2 separate regions of the Mus musculus genome follow, and region 1 is linked to region 2. A link is a contact called in public Hi-C data. All regions are on one chromosome and are shown on one strand. Each heading gives the region's core, a stretch centred on a gene start, on an enhancer-like site or on the middle of the called end of the contact. The rest is flanking DNA. Distances are from core to core; before and after follow the strand shown. Region 1 holds the start of Gm36568 (a long non-coding RNA gene). Region 2 has its middle 77 kb from the start of Kcnf1.

Evidence for each region. A called contact is a pair of places that touch in the nucleus more often than the background predicts.
Region 1: a contact with region 2 is called in a Hi-C map of cortical neurons, with 2.5 times the contacts expected there. The contact joins two enhancer-like sites. A contact is called at or near these places in 6 of 484 Hi-C or Micro-C datasets (the G1E-ER4 cell line, cortical neurons, forebrain and 2 more) and 1 of 115 datasets of contacts at active chromatin or transcription factors (embryonic stem cells).

What each region holds. Positions count from the first base shown.
Region 1 is chr12:17,226,407-17,234,013 of GRCm38.p6, forward strand. It overlaps Gm36568 (a long non-coding RNA gene), which reads right to left and starts at 1,647. Exons shown (of 3, transcript XR_381307.1): 1 at 1,505-1,647; 2 at 1,222-1,260. It also overlaps the pseudogene Gm10054. Within about 2 kb of position 4,740, at least 17 of the 459 cell types and tissues checked have an H3K27ac peak or open chromatin away from gene starts, as enhancers often do. A contact at or near this core is called in cortical neurons, where this site is marked.
Region 2 is chr12:17,096,448-17,103,442 of GRCm38.p6, forward strand. No RefSeq gene overlaps it. Among named protein-coding and RNA genes, the nearest start is that of Kcnf1, 77 kb to the right of the region's middle. Within about 2 kb of position 1,699, at least 35 of the 459 cell types and tissues checked have an H3K27ac peak or open chromatin away from gene starts, as enhancers often do. A contact at or near this core is called in cortical neurons, where this site is marked.

The DNA.
Region 1 (7,607 bases), core at 3,490-5,989, 130 kb after region 2:
TTCCACCTGAACTCAGCATCTTCTTCATCACTCCAGGCCAAACGTGAGTCTAACTTCTCCCCTAATGGCCAGGCACTTAGGGTCCAGACTCACTCTTTCCTTTCTGCAGGTCTTACCCAGATGCCCCTTGGTACCACTCGGTGATGCTTCTACACACCTACCTCCTGCCTCCTCCGGTCTCAGAGCATCCATCAGCACTTGCTCCTGATCGCTGGCCATCCCCTTCCCCTACATCATAGTTCCAGATCCCCCCGATGTGTTTTTCTGTCACTGAGGGTCCCTCTGTGGTATGTACCACACTGTTGGGCTCAGGGTGCAGAGAGCTAGCAGCCACATCACAGCTACTTCCCTGGCCTTTAGTCCCAAAGCTTACTTAACAAACACTTGTGGATGTCAGTGTAAGAGAAGCAAGAACTCCCTTCATACATCCTTCCAAACCACTGCTGGAATTATTTCCACATTGCAAAGGGGTTTCATATGGAAGAACTCCCAACGCAAGCCCAGCCCTGAAGATGTGATATGAAGGACGCTGCCATACTTCTGCAAAGCAGAATCCTGGGAACTTCCCAACAAACATTACTGAGTCCCTTGCGATGGGGTCCAGGCCTCCCACTGCTAAGCATTTGGAGAACCAGCCTGATTCTCAGTGACCTTTCCATGCCCCCTAGACTTGGGGAAGAGTGTGAGGAACATACAGCCAGCACCAACAGGCTTGTGGCCCAAGGCAAAGTGAAGGACATACTGGATAGAACTCTGGTGCGCTGCAGGAGGCCACAAGTGCAAGAGCAGGGACCCAACAATACGGTTAGAGAAAGGAAACCTGACTTCAAAGCCATCTCCTCCTTCACTTAGCACGACCAGCAGTGCTCCTCCTCGTGACCATCACATAGGTGACATCACTCACAAAAGGAACCCTTGCCAGGGTAGGAAGTTGTTCTTGGTGATGACTTTCTACAGAGAAATGCCAGGTCCACAAAGATCGGCTCCCACCTCCTTTGGCTGGGGCCAGTCACCTGTGTACTAGCCAGAGGAGAGGATTTATCATTATAGCAAGTCCGTCTTCACCCCTGGGCTAGGGAAGGCCGTAAAAGTCATCCACCCCTCTACATCTGTAAAACCTTCAGCCAGCTTTCGAGTCTAGAAGATGGAGATGGTACCCACTGACAAGAAGAGTCTAAAGGTTGGGATGGTACCGACAAGCAAGACCTCAATATAGCCTACCTTAGCCACAGGGTTGACTAGATTCAGCACTTCCTCCACCTGTGAATAAAAAGACAGACAGAGTTGGGAGAAGGCAGCATTCTGGCCAGTAATCTCAGAGGGTCTGGTGTTTTGAGTTTGTTGTTGTTGTTGTTGTGATGGTGGTGGTGGTGGTGGTGGTGGTGGTAGTGGTTGTAGTTGCTGCTGCCATTTCACTTCTGAGACCTGCCAATCACCTGAGCAAGTCCTTTCTCTCTCCCTGAGCTTATGCTGGTCTCCTGGGGTGGAGACTGTAATTCTTCACCTGCTCAAACTCGGCTGAGGAAGGGCAGCATCCATAGTGTATAACCTTAAGCGATGTAAAGGGACCCCTTGCCCTTCTCCTCAAAACATGTAAAAATGATTGTGTTGTGGATACAGATCCCTGGCTGGCACCAATGGAGGCTATTTTGGGAGGCGTGGTTACTAAGAAACAGTAGGCTCTGGTTGCCTTGGCAACTATGGGTAAGATGGAAGCATGGTACACCAGCCTTCTGTATTCTATCCTTGTCTCTTCACAAAGTGGGCTGTCTGGTGATTCATATATGAGCAAAAGTGTCTCCCAGCAGGGCATTAGCCTGGCTAGCCTGCTCCTGGCCAAAGGGTCCAGATGGGCTCTAGAAGAACATAGTTCCTCAATCCTACAGTCACCGTGAGAAAGTCCAAGACAGCCTCCCAGGGAGGCTGCTTTCTGCTTCTCTCCTTGGGATGGCCCTGATATAATGATGCAAATACCATATGCAGAAATAAGGGCTAGCTGATAGAGCAGCGGCTCTAATGCTCCCTAATGCTGCAGACCTTTAATACAGCTCTTCATGTTGTGGGAACCTCAACCATAAAATTATTTCATTGTTACCTCATAAGTGTAACTTTGATAGTTATAGATTGTAGTATAAATATCTGATATGCAGGATATCTGAGATGCAATCCCCAAAATGCCAAAACCCACAGGTTGAGAACCACAGCAATAGATCAAGTAGGAACAGTTACATGAGGTGGACCAAGGACCCCTAGTGGCAATGTGCCCTTCCAAATTCAAGTGATTGGACCTCCATTTGCATTGAGTAGATGGAAATGATATTAATAGGTATACATAGCAGGTATGGCTATACACCTGGATATGTCTATCTGTTTCATGGGTCTGTTGTAAAGGCAAATGAGAGATTATACACTATTCCCACCAAAACAGGAAAATAGATTTCTCTAAAGGAATGATAGTTCCAACTAAGATTTCTCCTTCTCTTCTCTCTCTATACAAATGCACACACATGTGCCCATGCACTAAGGCTAAGACAAAGTTTTTGAGTTTCAGATCAGCTTGTGGAAGGCCCTGTCCCAAAGAAAAATGGGGGGGTGATGAACAACAGACAGACTCGGGCACAAATGGCAGTTCTATTCTTTGTCTCCAGTGAGTCTTCTTGCACATGCCCACTTAGGAGCCTGCATCCTGATTTTATAAAGAAAGCCTCTTTTGTCCTACAAGGAGCACTCTTCAGATAGGATATGAGGGAGCTGAGGGAGCTGGCTGAGAGAGCTCAGAGTCTAGGATGGAGAAGAGGTAGTTCTGGGGAGCTATTACCCAGCCCAACGCTACATGCTGCCATGAGACATCTTGGCCAGAGTACTGTCCCTCAGACAAGGCCTCCTGGACATGAAGTTCTCAGCTTCTCTGCCCACTCCCTTTTAACTAGAACCACATAAACGTTTCCCTTGTAAAAACTTGGTCACAGTCAAGCAGGTCCTTCCTGCTGAGTGGGGCCCCAAATTCTCTTCTTAGGGACAGTGGCAGAAGCTAAGCTTTGCCATAGTCCTGTCTCACACTGATCTACCTCCACTGCAGTAATCCCTATATTAGAAATATCCCTGCTTCTATTTTAAAAGAGTATTCTATATTCTATATTATGGGATCAGCTAGGTAAGAAAGGGCATCTCAAGGTTTTGATGGTGTCAGATTTAACACACAGGCTTTGCTGATCTTAATCGATCCACTTTATAATCAAGCAAACAATAGCAGCACACATCATTTTGTTAATCCTACTACAAAATAGATCCCAGCACTTGAGGAGCTAAGACAGAAAGATGTCACAAGTTGGAAGACAGCCTGGGCCACATAATGAGCACCAGGCCATCTTAGGCTATAAAGTGAGATCTCGTCTTAAACAAAAGGTGGGTTTGTAAATATGGCTTGATGGTTAAGAGCATTTACTGCTCTTCCAGGGGACCAGAGTTTGATTTCCAGAATATACTTCAAACTTCTATATGCGCAAGAGCATACACACACACACACACACACACACACACACACACACACACACAGACAGACAGAGACAGACAGAGACAGAGACACAGAGAAACAGAGAGAGACAGAGAGAGAGCATATATAGACAAACACATACACATAAATAAAAATAAATATTTTAAAGGAAGGTATGGAACAAAGGAAGGAAGGAAGGAAGGAAGGAAGGAAGGAAGGAAAGAAGGAAGGGAGGGAGGGAGGGAGGGAGGGAGGGAGGGAGGGAGGGAGGGAGGGAGGGAGGGAGGGAGGGAGGGAGGATTACAGACATGGACCAGAGCCTGGAGGGCACCCACTGAAATGTCAAGGTTCTTGTGTACCAGAAAAAAAGCTCTGGACTAAGGACACATGGATAATGATGGATCTTAAAGGCTAACTAAGAAAGAGAAATACTACACACACATTTGTATGAAATGTATATATGCGCGCACACACACACACAGAGAGATTTTTTTTAAAGAGATAAAGAGAAATAAACTCCTGACAGTGGAAGTGGGCCAGAGGGCTGGGAAAGGCCTGAGGCTCACAGGCCTGGACCATGGGTGGCCATGGGTCTCTGTCCTTTCAGGACATTCCCAATGACACCAGCCATTATTCTTCATGTGCTGTTTGGTTATATGGAGCCCATGGTTAGAAGAACCCCCCGCTGTCCTCTGACACTAGGACACTTCCCACTAGTCCTCTGACTCTGTTGCTCTTGATGCCTCTCTCATACATCAAAAGGAAAGGAAGTGGGAAGAGGAAGGGGAGGCAGAGGGGGGGACGGAGAGGATGCTCCAGTCAGACTTGCACTGGAGGGAAGTATGCACCAGAAGGTTGCAAGCCTTGGTTGGCAAGGCCTGTGGTAATGAACATGGCCAGGACACGAACCAAGCTCTTTAGCCACAAATCCTCACTGCCCTCTTCTTCTGCTGGCTCTACCCCAGGGTCAGGGCGGCAGCAGTGACTCAGACTTTAGCAGGAGGGATACTGCGGATGCTATCATAGCCTGTAATTACAAGCTGGAACAGCTATGACTTCAATACCATATTTAATTTTTTGTGCAAATACTTGGCTTTTTCATTGCATCTGAATAAAAATGCCCATTACCCTAACCAGATACCTAGAATTAGAAAATAAGACATTTTTTTAAAGACTTGAAACATCTACCGGTGTATAATTACTCACTGCCTACAGACTATACTTTTAAAAATAGTCGCAAGGAGCATGAATAATTGAGCTGGCACAAGTGCTCCTACATTAGAGCAGCATTGTGTCTCAGTCCCACAATTAACAAATTCCCTTCTTGACTGAGGCTGGAATGCCCATAGAGAGTAGCTGGATCCCAGGATCCACCACAGAACAAGGTAAATGGAAGCAGAGTTTGATTCAATAGCACGCAGGAGCTGGCAGCATAAAAGCACCGTCCTGGACCATCCACAAGGTAGCGTGTGAGTTAGGGGAAGCACACTGAAGGGTGCAGGCAGTCACCCCCTTGAAGCAACATGAGAAATTTTAAGGGAAGAGAAACCCTAGGACCAAAACAAACAGCAAGAGTGAAGCAGAGGCTGCCTCCGGTGGCATCCGAAGCTGTGTCTCAGGCAGCCAAGAAGACAAAGCTAGCCCGTTCCCACAGCCCAGAACACTCCTAACACTGGACAGGGGCTCAGACCAAAGGCGTGACCAGAATGGGGTGGGACTAGGAATGTGGCTCAGTTAAAGTGCTGCCATCCAAGCCTGAGGACTTAAATTTGGTGTGGTGGCACACATTGTAATCCGACCCAGGGAAGCGAAGACAGGCAGATCCCTGGGGTCTGCTTGCCAAACTGCCTAACTTAACCTCTGAGCACCAGGCCAGTAGGAGACTATGATATCCTGAGGACCTCTGGCGCGCGCGCGCGCGCACGCGCACACACACACACACACACACACACACACACACACGGAAGATTAAAACTGATTTAAGTTGGGTCTTTCACATATAGAAAACACAATAAGCATTAAGTAACAGCCACAGCAGCCACAGCTGACAGAAACATCAAAGTAAGGTCTCTGCAGGCAGAGAATTCAGACAATCCACTGGTGTTTCCGTTAAACAGTCCACCAACTGTTCTTTCTGAAAATCTTGGGGGAGAACCATCAAATCTGTGCTGGGGAGTCTGGAAAATAAAACTACGTAAATGACCAGAGAGCAGCACCAAGGTGTGTTATGATGAAGGCTGATGGTGGTTTCAACTCTGATGTTGGGGTAACGGACTAGGATGCTACAGCCTAAAGGATAACCAATGAGAAACAGCAAAGAGGGGCAGAGGAGTGCCCTCTCTCTCTCTCTCTCTCTCTCTCTCTTTGGTTTTCGAGACAGGGTTTCTCTGTATAGCTCTGGCTGTCCTGGAACTCACTTTATAGACCAGGCTGGCCTCGAACTCAGAAATCCTCTGCCTCCTGAGTGCTGGGATTAAAGGCGTGCACCACCACACCTGACTTCCTCATTTATTTTTATTTTATGTGTGTGGGTGTTTTGGCTGCATGCTCATGTACAGGCCACAGAGGCTGGAAGAGGGCACTAGATCATACGGATCTGTAGTTAAAGACATTTGATAGCCAGCGTTTAGGCACTAGGAATCAAACCCAGGTTCTCTAGAAGAGCAAGGAATGATTTTAACCACTGAGCCACCTCTCCTGCCCAAGGGAAAAGGAGTCTCTTAATTCCTGTCTCTTGCTTCTATGAGCCTTTGTTCAGTCAGGCTGCTGCGTCTAGAATCTGAAATAATAGCAAATAAAAGCAGGGACCTTTCTGGGATCCAACAAAAACAGGTGATGACAGAGACACCCCCCTGACACACACACACACACACACACACACACACATACCCCAAGGTGTACTGAATTCTGAAAGGATGGCTGTCCCAAGTTTTCTCTTCCCTGAGGGGGTCAGTGGAACAGCCTTTATCAGAGCAGGCATCATGCAGGAAGATGGCACACAGGAAAGGCCCCCCTAGTCCAGTCTCATCTGGGTGCCCTCTCTATAGCACTCTCTGACCAGCAAAGGCCCCACCCTGGACTCTTCCTACCAACCTGAGCTGCCCTTACATAGAATAGCCGACATCCTTACAGAGCCTGAGCTCACAGGTCAAAGCAACCAGAGTTCCAAAGAGGATAGCTCCCAAACCAAGAGAGCCTGTGGACATTATTCACTGGGGAAGCAGATGTGTTGGAAGACCACATGTAGCCAAGAAGATGAAGCCAGGTGTGGGACTGTCCACTTGTAAGCCCAGCCTTAGGAGTCTAGTGCAGGAAGAGAGTGACTAGAAACCCAACCTGGGGTTCAGTATGAGGCTCTACCTCAAAACTGAAAACAGGTTAATCAATGCCAAACTCTCAGTCCTGAAAACACATCCAAACAACATTATAGATGCAGAACAGGTTATATTTAAGAATACATCTGTATAGACATATATGTGCATGCAAAAATCCATGAAAAAAAGACCATGAATTTGATGGCAAGCAAGGAAGGTTAATATGTAAGCATTTAGAGGAAGGAAGTGAGAGAAAGAGAGAGATGTTATAATCATATTATTAATATAATAATTATTGTAGTTATTAAATAATTAATTGTAAATTATATACTCAAAATAAAGATAAAATACTGGGAAAATGATAATGCATAAAAATCGGGGCCCGTGGCGCCGGCAAGATGGGCAAGTGTCGTGGTCTCCGAACTGCCCGGAAGCTCCGCAGTCACCGACGGGATCAGAAGTGGCATGACAAACAGTACAAGAAAGCCCACTTGGGCACAGCCCTGAAGGCCAATCCGTTTGGGGTGCCTCTCATGCAAAGGGAATTGTGCTGGAAAAAGTAGGGGTTGAGGCCAAACAGCCAAATTCTGCCATCAGGAAGTGCGTCAGGGTGCAGCTCATTAAGAACGGCAAGAAGATCACAGCGTTCCTGCCCAATGATGGCTGCCTGAACTTCATTGAGGAAAATGATGAAGATCTGGTTGCTGGATTTGGTCGAAAAGGTCATGCTGTAGGTGATATTCCTGGAGTCCGCTTTAAGGTGGTTAAAGTAGCCAATGTTTCTCTGTTGGCTCTGTACA
Region 2 (6,995 bases), core at 449-2,948:
TTTTGTTTTTGTTTTTGTTTTGTTTGTTTGTTTGTTTTTCGAGACAGGGTTTCTCTGTATAGCCCTGGCTGTCCTGGAACTCACTCTGTAGACCAGGCTGGTCTCGAATTCAGATATCTACCTGCCTCTGGCTCCCAAGTTCTGGGATTAAAGACAAGCACCACCACTGCTTGGCCTCTCTTCTTATTTTTAAGACACTCAGACATGGCCCAGGTCACCAGCTGGTAGGGGACTGAGCTGAGACTAGATCCTGCAGGTGCCTGATGGCTAGAACTTTACCACCTGCCCAGAGACTAACCAGGACTCAGCTTGGGGCCCTGGATAGTCTGCTGGGGGAAGGGTTTCCTGTCCTGAACTCAGCCCCTTTGGGTGGTCTCTTGCTTCAGAATATTGGTCCTCTCCAGGACACCTCCGCTGCAGCCTACTGAGACATTTGTCTTTCAAGGGAACCATCAGTCAGCTGTGCACCACTCCTTTTCCTTGCCTTGGAGAGTTTCTAATTTATCTGAATAAACTCACCACATGCTGCAGATATCTTGCTGCTGTCATGGCCTGTTCTGCTTGAATGGAGAAGGGCAATCTCAGGTCAAACTGACCCAGGAAGCACTTTGCAAATAGGCATAAGGCATCTAGGCCTGTTAAAATCCAGGGGAAGCCAAGGTCCCTGAAGGCTGTCTGGGGATGGCCAAAGTAGCATGTATGTCTGTATGTACCTGCTGCTTAACGAATGCTTTCGTGTCTAATGCATCACAGTTGTATGGAATTTAACAGCTTAGGGCTGCTCAGTTGTGCTGATTTAAAAGCCACTGAAGTAAGTACAGGAGGGGCCTCATGGTGGGGAAGGCACTTATCACTCAAGTGAGAGGAGCAGACCTCAGCTGTGGAGCACCCATGGGAATGCCCGGTCAGCATGGAGCCAGCCTCACATTTCTGCACTTGTGAAGCAGAGGCAGGGGACCCCAGAACAAGCTGGTTAGCTCTGGTAGGGAACCCATGACCCCCTCATGTAAACGAGAGACCCCCCCACCTCAAAGTATAAGATAGAGAGCAGTCGAGAAAGACACGTGACACCCACCTCAGACCTCCACATGCCTGTGACCACGCACGTGCAAACACAGGAACACACACAAGCACCATATCTCCAAAAATAAAAATAAAAAAGATCCAATGGAACAGTCAAATGTTGGTTTCCTCTGAAATGTCTTCTGTTGATTACATTTTGAAGAAGCTAGCCTCTCTTTGAAGTTGGAAGAAATATTCAAATCTATTTTTAACAAGCTCCCCTCTCACATAGTTATTTAACTCCTTCGAGCATCTGGAATCTATTTGGGGGGTGCCTGGTATTAGATGTGAGACTAAGGCAGTTCTCACCTCAGACACACAGTGCCCCCCTCCCAGTGTTTGGTGCTGCTTATTTTAGTGCATATTAGGTTTTAATACGCAATGGAATCTATTATGGGCTGCGAGGGAGCGATCCACGTAGCCATGTAAGGACATCATGCGGGTCCCAGCACGTCATTCTGTAGCCACGGATGTGAGTGACAGCTTGTTTGGGTAACTAATTCTCAAGCGCCTCCTCTTCTGCGGAGCTAGGTCCTGTACGTGCGTTTCCTTTGTCATCAGGAAGTCAGGTTATTAGAGGAATCAAAGACAGCTATGATTCACACCCTTCATTGTAACCCGCCTCCTCCCGCTCCGTGCTCCATGAATCCTCTGTTCCTTGTGGCAGAGAGTTAATGTGATGCTGTCTCGGTGAACAGCCTTTGCTTATAAATTTTACCCCAGCATCTGTGAACCTATCTTTGTGTCAAGCCTGGGTCCCATCTGGCTTTCCAATGCCAGTCTCTATGGCATCCTGACTTCTTCCTTTGTGTTGATTATTCTTGTTTTGTTTTTAATTTTTAATTAAATGTAAAAATTTTATTTAGACTGAATTCATCTTTAAAAATTTAAAATACAGAAGAGAGTGAGTTTACTTGGTCTATCGTGATTTGCAGGATGGCTTCTATTTTTACTTCATGTTTATGAGTGTTTTGCTCACATGTATGCATACGCTTCATGTTCCTTCCTGGTGCCCACAGAAGTCAGAAGAGGGCAACAGATCCCCTGGAACTGGAGTTACAGACAGTTGTGAGCAGCCATGTGTGTGTGCTGTGAGCTAAAGTTAAGATCTCTGGAGCGGCAGCCAGTGTTCTTGATTGCTGAGCCATCTCTCCAGTGCCTGAGGCTTTCTTTTTAATTTTCTCCCTCCCTCTTCCTTACTTTTTTTTTTTCCTGGTCTTGGGGATTAAACATGAATGCTAGGAGATACTCTATCCATAAGCTACATCCCTAGGCCTCTCTTCCATTCCTGGCATTTAAATAGTCTAGACTGGCTTTCAACTTACTCTGTAACTCAGGCAAGGTTTGAATTTACAATTCTCCTGCTTTAGCTATTCAAAGAGCTGACATGATGGACCTGCACTAGTAAGCCCAGCTATGGCTTTCTTTAACACACACACACACACACACACACACACACACACACACACACACACACACTTGCTGTAATCCTATCTTTTCTTTAAGAAGTGATATCAGCCACTCCACACTTCTGCCCTGTGTCTGTTAGCCATGTGATATGATATTGATCTTAGGTGGGTGTTCCAGGGACTGTCTGCCTCCCTGCTGTGTGGAGCACACAGGCTTTTGGTTCCGATGCTACATGTGTGTGTGCCTCAGACCTTATATAAAGCCAGGCATGGGTTGACAGATTCCACTTACATTTTATTATCAAACACATCTCTGTTTCCTGGGATTGCAGGAACGAAGTATCACAGAATCAGTGGATAACAACAATGCAAATGTGTTGTCTCACATGCTGGAAACCAGAGATACAAGTCAAAGTGTTATCAGGATCATGTGCCCCTTGAAGGCTCTAGAAGAATTTTTCCTGGCCTCTTCTAACCTCTGCTGGCATTCCTTGGCTTGTGAGCTCCTCATTGGCCTTGCTTTTCTTCACCTGGCACATTAGTTACTTTTCTTACTGTTATCATTAAATACCAGACTGAAGCATCTTAAGGGAGGAAGACTTTATTCAGGTTTTGGTTTAAGGGGATACACTTCATCATGGCAGAGAAAATGAGGTGTTGGTCCCTCTGCATCACAGTCAAGAAGCAGAGACATGAAGGCTGCTGCTCAACTTTCTCCTTCTCATGCAGTTCAGAATCTCAGCCTAGGGGATGGTACTGTCCATGCTTCGGATGGATCCTCCCACCTCAACTGACCCAATCCAGAAGCCGCCTCACATGCATTTCCAAAGGCTCTTCTCTTGGTGATTCTTGAGCCATCACACATGGCTCCTCTAAAGTATTTGGCTCCAGTGTCCTCTTCTAAGAACATCAGTCATATTGGGTAAGGGCTCACCTACTCCCATGCCACTTCCCATTAACTGATAATATTTAAAGTGACTGACCCTATTTCTATTATTTCATAGTATTGGGAATTAAGACATTCATGTGTTTTGGAGAAAGTGGTTCAGACATGGTTACCATGTCACATAGTTATTCCTAGCTGCAAAGGAGTCTAGAAGATGGGAGATGAAATCCACATCTACTCACAATTGGATACTGTCATAAAATAGAATATGCTGGCAGCCAACTACTTTCCATGGTGGTCTAACCAAGCTATAGCTACTCGCCCCAGCTGGGGTGCTCAGTCCTAAGTTATCTGTTCACCCCAAACTGAAATTTCTCTGATGCTAGATTGGGCTCAGAAAAATCTCCATGTGAGTCAACCTGTAGTGGTATTCCCTCAAATAGCCTCCCTGACCCCCACTGCAAGACTACTTTGTTTTCATGTCCCTCTTCCCCTGCCCCATGTGTGGAGATCAAAGGACAACTTCTGAGAGCCAGTTTTTGTCTTTCACTGTAGTTTTTGGGGATTGAACTCAGGTTGTCAGACTTGAGTTATCTGAATGGTCCTATGGCAAGTTCTTTTCAGATCTATTTTATTCATGATGATTTGTGTGTCTGTGTGTGTGCGCACACACATGTACAAATGCCTGTGGTGATCAGAGGTGTTGGATTCAGCTTGGATCTAGAGTTGCAGGAAAGTTGTCAGGCATCTGACATAGATACTGGGGACTGTGCTTGGGTCCTCTGTGAGAATAGTTTGTACTCTTAAGTCACTGAACCATTCCTCCAGCCCAAGTTCTTAAAGTTCCAGACTGTGAGGGTTCATGAGGTGCAGCCCTTTCTTCCATAATCCCTTCCTTGACTCCATGTCCTTCCATAGGTCTCCCTGCTGTTCATGAACCCACCAAGGCACCCCAGCACAGGCCCTTCCCCTCTCCCTTCAGTTGCATTCACAGAGGAAGGATGGTGTTGATGATGCCACCACCCCCTTGTGATGCCACAAGTCACTGGGATGCTCTGGCGCTTCCCAAGCTCATGTACTCATGAAATTAATGAGCAAATTAACCAGGAACTGACTATTCCATAAATAAATCACAGCCCCAGCCTCTCTTCTTTCTTTTGGTGTCAGCCTTTGAAGTCCCACAACTTCTCCTGATGGGGATGAAATGAGATATTTGCCATTTTAACTTTTAAATCAAGCTACAAAAGAAAAAACAAGAGTTATCAACAAGATCAAAGGAAACAGGGAACTCACAAAAAAGGGGGGGGGGGAAGATGTCATTTGCCATGGTGTCTGCAGATTGGGAAGACAGAGGGGATAGATATCTCATGACAGTGGCTCTTACAGTGCTGTGAACAAAACATTTGGCAGAAACAAGGAAGGAGAAATTAATATTGTCTCATAGTTTCTGTAGGATTCAATCCATTATGTCAGGAAAGGTAAGGGCAGGGAACTGAATTCACAGGAGCAGGAGTGTGTGGTGGAGGTTGTCCACTATGAGGCAGACTCATCAGGGGTGGGCTACAGCTTTCAACAGCCCACCTTTAAGGGTCTACTTCCTCTGCCAGCCAGACCTTATCTGCTGAAAATTCTACAGCCTTCCTAAATAATACTACTGTCTAGGGACTTAACATTCCAAACATAAGCCCCTGAGACAATTCAAATCACACTGTGTGGTGTCTCAGGATAGCAGAGAGCTGGCTCCTGGTTATAGATGATGTAGGTCAGGAGTCCTGTGGAGTCCACTGTGAAGGACATACTGACTGCAGGAAGAAGGTGGGGGAGGCAGCTCACCTGTCAGCTGGGGACAGGTGCTGAACCTGAAACTCTCCTCTCCAGGGTGAATCTATGGGCTCCGTCCTCTTCCCCAGGGTCCTTTTTATTCACATTCATGTTCTTGTTGGCTTTCCAGAAGAAAGAGAGTCCTAGAATCCCATGAGGATTCCCAGAGCACTCTATTTCACATCTCCTGTTTTCTCTCCATTCACTGCCTCCAATAATACCACACAAGTTTGCAAAGTTATATGAAAAGAGCAGAGAGAGGTGAAATGATGAGAAAGTCAGCCAATCCAGGCTGTGCAGTGTCCCACAGAACACTTTCTCTGGGGCTCTGGCATCTGCTTAGGAAGGGAAACCCAGCCCTAAGCTTTCCCGAAGTCAACAGAATGGAAGCATGCTAACATATTCGGCACCCTTGACTCCCAGCATCATAAGGTAAAAATAAACCCGTTGCCAAGGAAAAGTGTGGCTCTGCATGATTCTAACATCAGGGAGAGCTCCCTGGGCTTTTATGGAAGTTGGGATTGGAGGTGTTATGAGGAACAGGCTGTGGGTTCTTGTTTTTGGCTAAGCAAGATCAGGACAACCAGAGGATATCATGATTGGCTGGACTCTGAAAGGCTGCGGCCAGTCAAAAGGTGAATGATTGAGTTATATATTTATTTTTTCCTCTCAATGTGGTGATTTGCATTTATAAAGAATATAAACCGGGCTGGTGAGATGGCTCAGTGGGTAAGAGCACCCGACTGCTCTTCCGAAGGGCCGAAGTTCAAATCCCAGCAACCACATGGTGGCTCACAACCATCCATAATGAGATCTGACTCCCTCTTCTGGAGGGTCTGAAGACAGCTACAGTGTACTTACATGTAATAAATAAATAAATCTTTAAAAAAAAAAAGAATATAAACCAGGGGAAGAGTTGGCAAGAGCTGGGGGGAGGGGTGGAAGGAAAGAGAGAAGTCTGGAGGCCTCAAGACACGGGTGGTATCTAAGTGAAGACACAGTGGCTAAGAGGGAGCCACTGAGTAAATATTTCAGGACAGAACATTCTGGAGAATGGGGTCATAACTCTAATCATGTAAGTATCCTAAGTTTAACTCTCTCACACATAAATCTCTCTACAAGTTAACTTCACATGTTTAGTTGAGGTGACACCAGAACATTCAAATCTGAGCGACAGGGTCACTCCTTGGACAGAATGGCCAGCCTTGGGGCCATATCACCCTGGGGAAAGTCGGGGGCAGGAGGTTCTTGCCCACAATCTGCTTGGGGTCTTTCTTCTCTCAGGATTCTCTGGTCCGAGCTGAGGCTGGAGCTCTCTTCCGACTCCACATTTATGATGACAAGTTAGCAGGAGCAGCTGGAACCCCAAGAGTCCAGCATGGCCCAGCTTCAACAGGCAGCAAATTCTGCCTCTGTCCTCACTTGGTGTGACTCCCCAGAATACACGAGCAGGGAGGTGACTGTCCTTACCCTCCAGTTCTGATCTCTGTACGGTGTCTGAGTTGAAGAACTTGCTATGCCCATCAGAAGAGCCACCATCCATTAGATTCATCGGGAGAGTATGGGTGACCCCTATGGCACAGGTGTGACATTCTCCAAAGTCCGTTGGTTTTATGCATGGAATATGCTGCCATTTCTCTCTGAGCAGGCAATATTGCTCAGAGAGTGAGCCTCTCCTTCAAGAGGACACGGACAGTCCCTGCCTGAAAATAGAATGTGGGAAAAAACTTGTCAAATTCAGAGAATTCAGGTAAAACAAAGACGGGAACTTGTACAAGGTTTACACCAAATTGACCCCTTCATGAGAGGAACAGAGC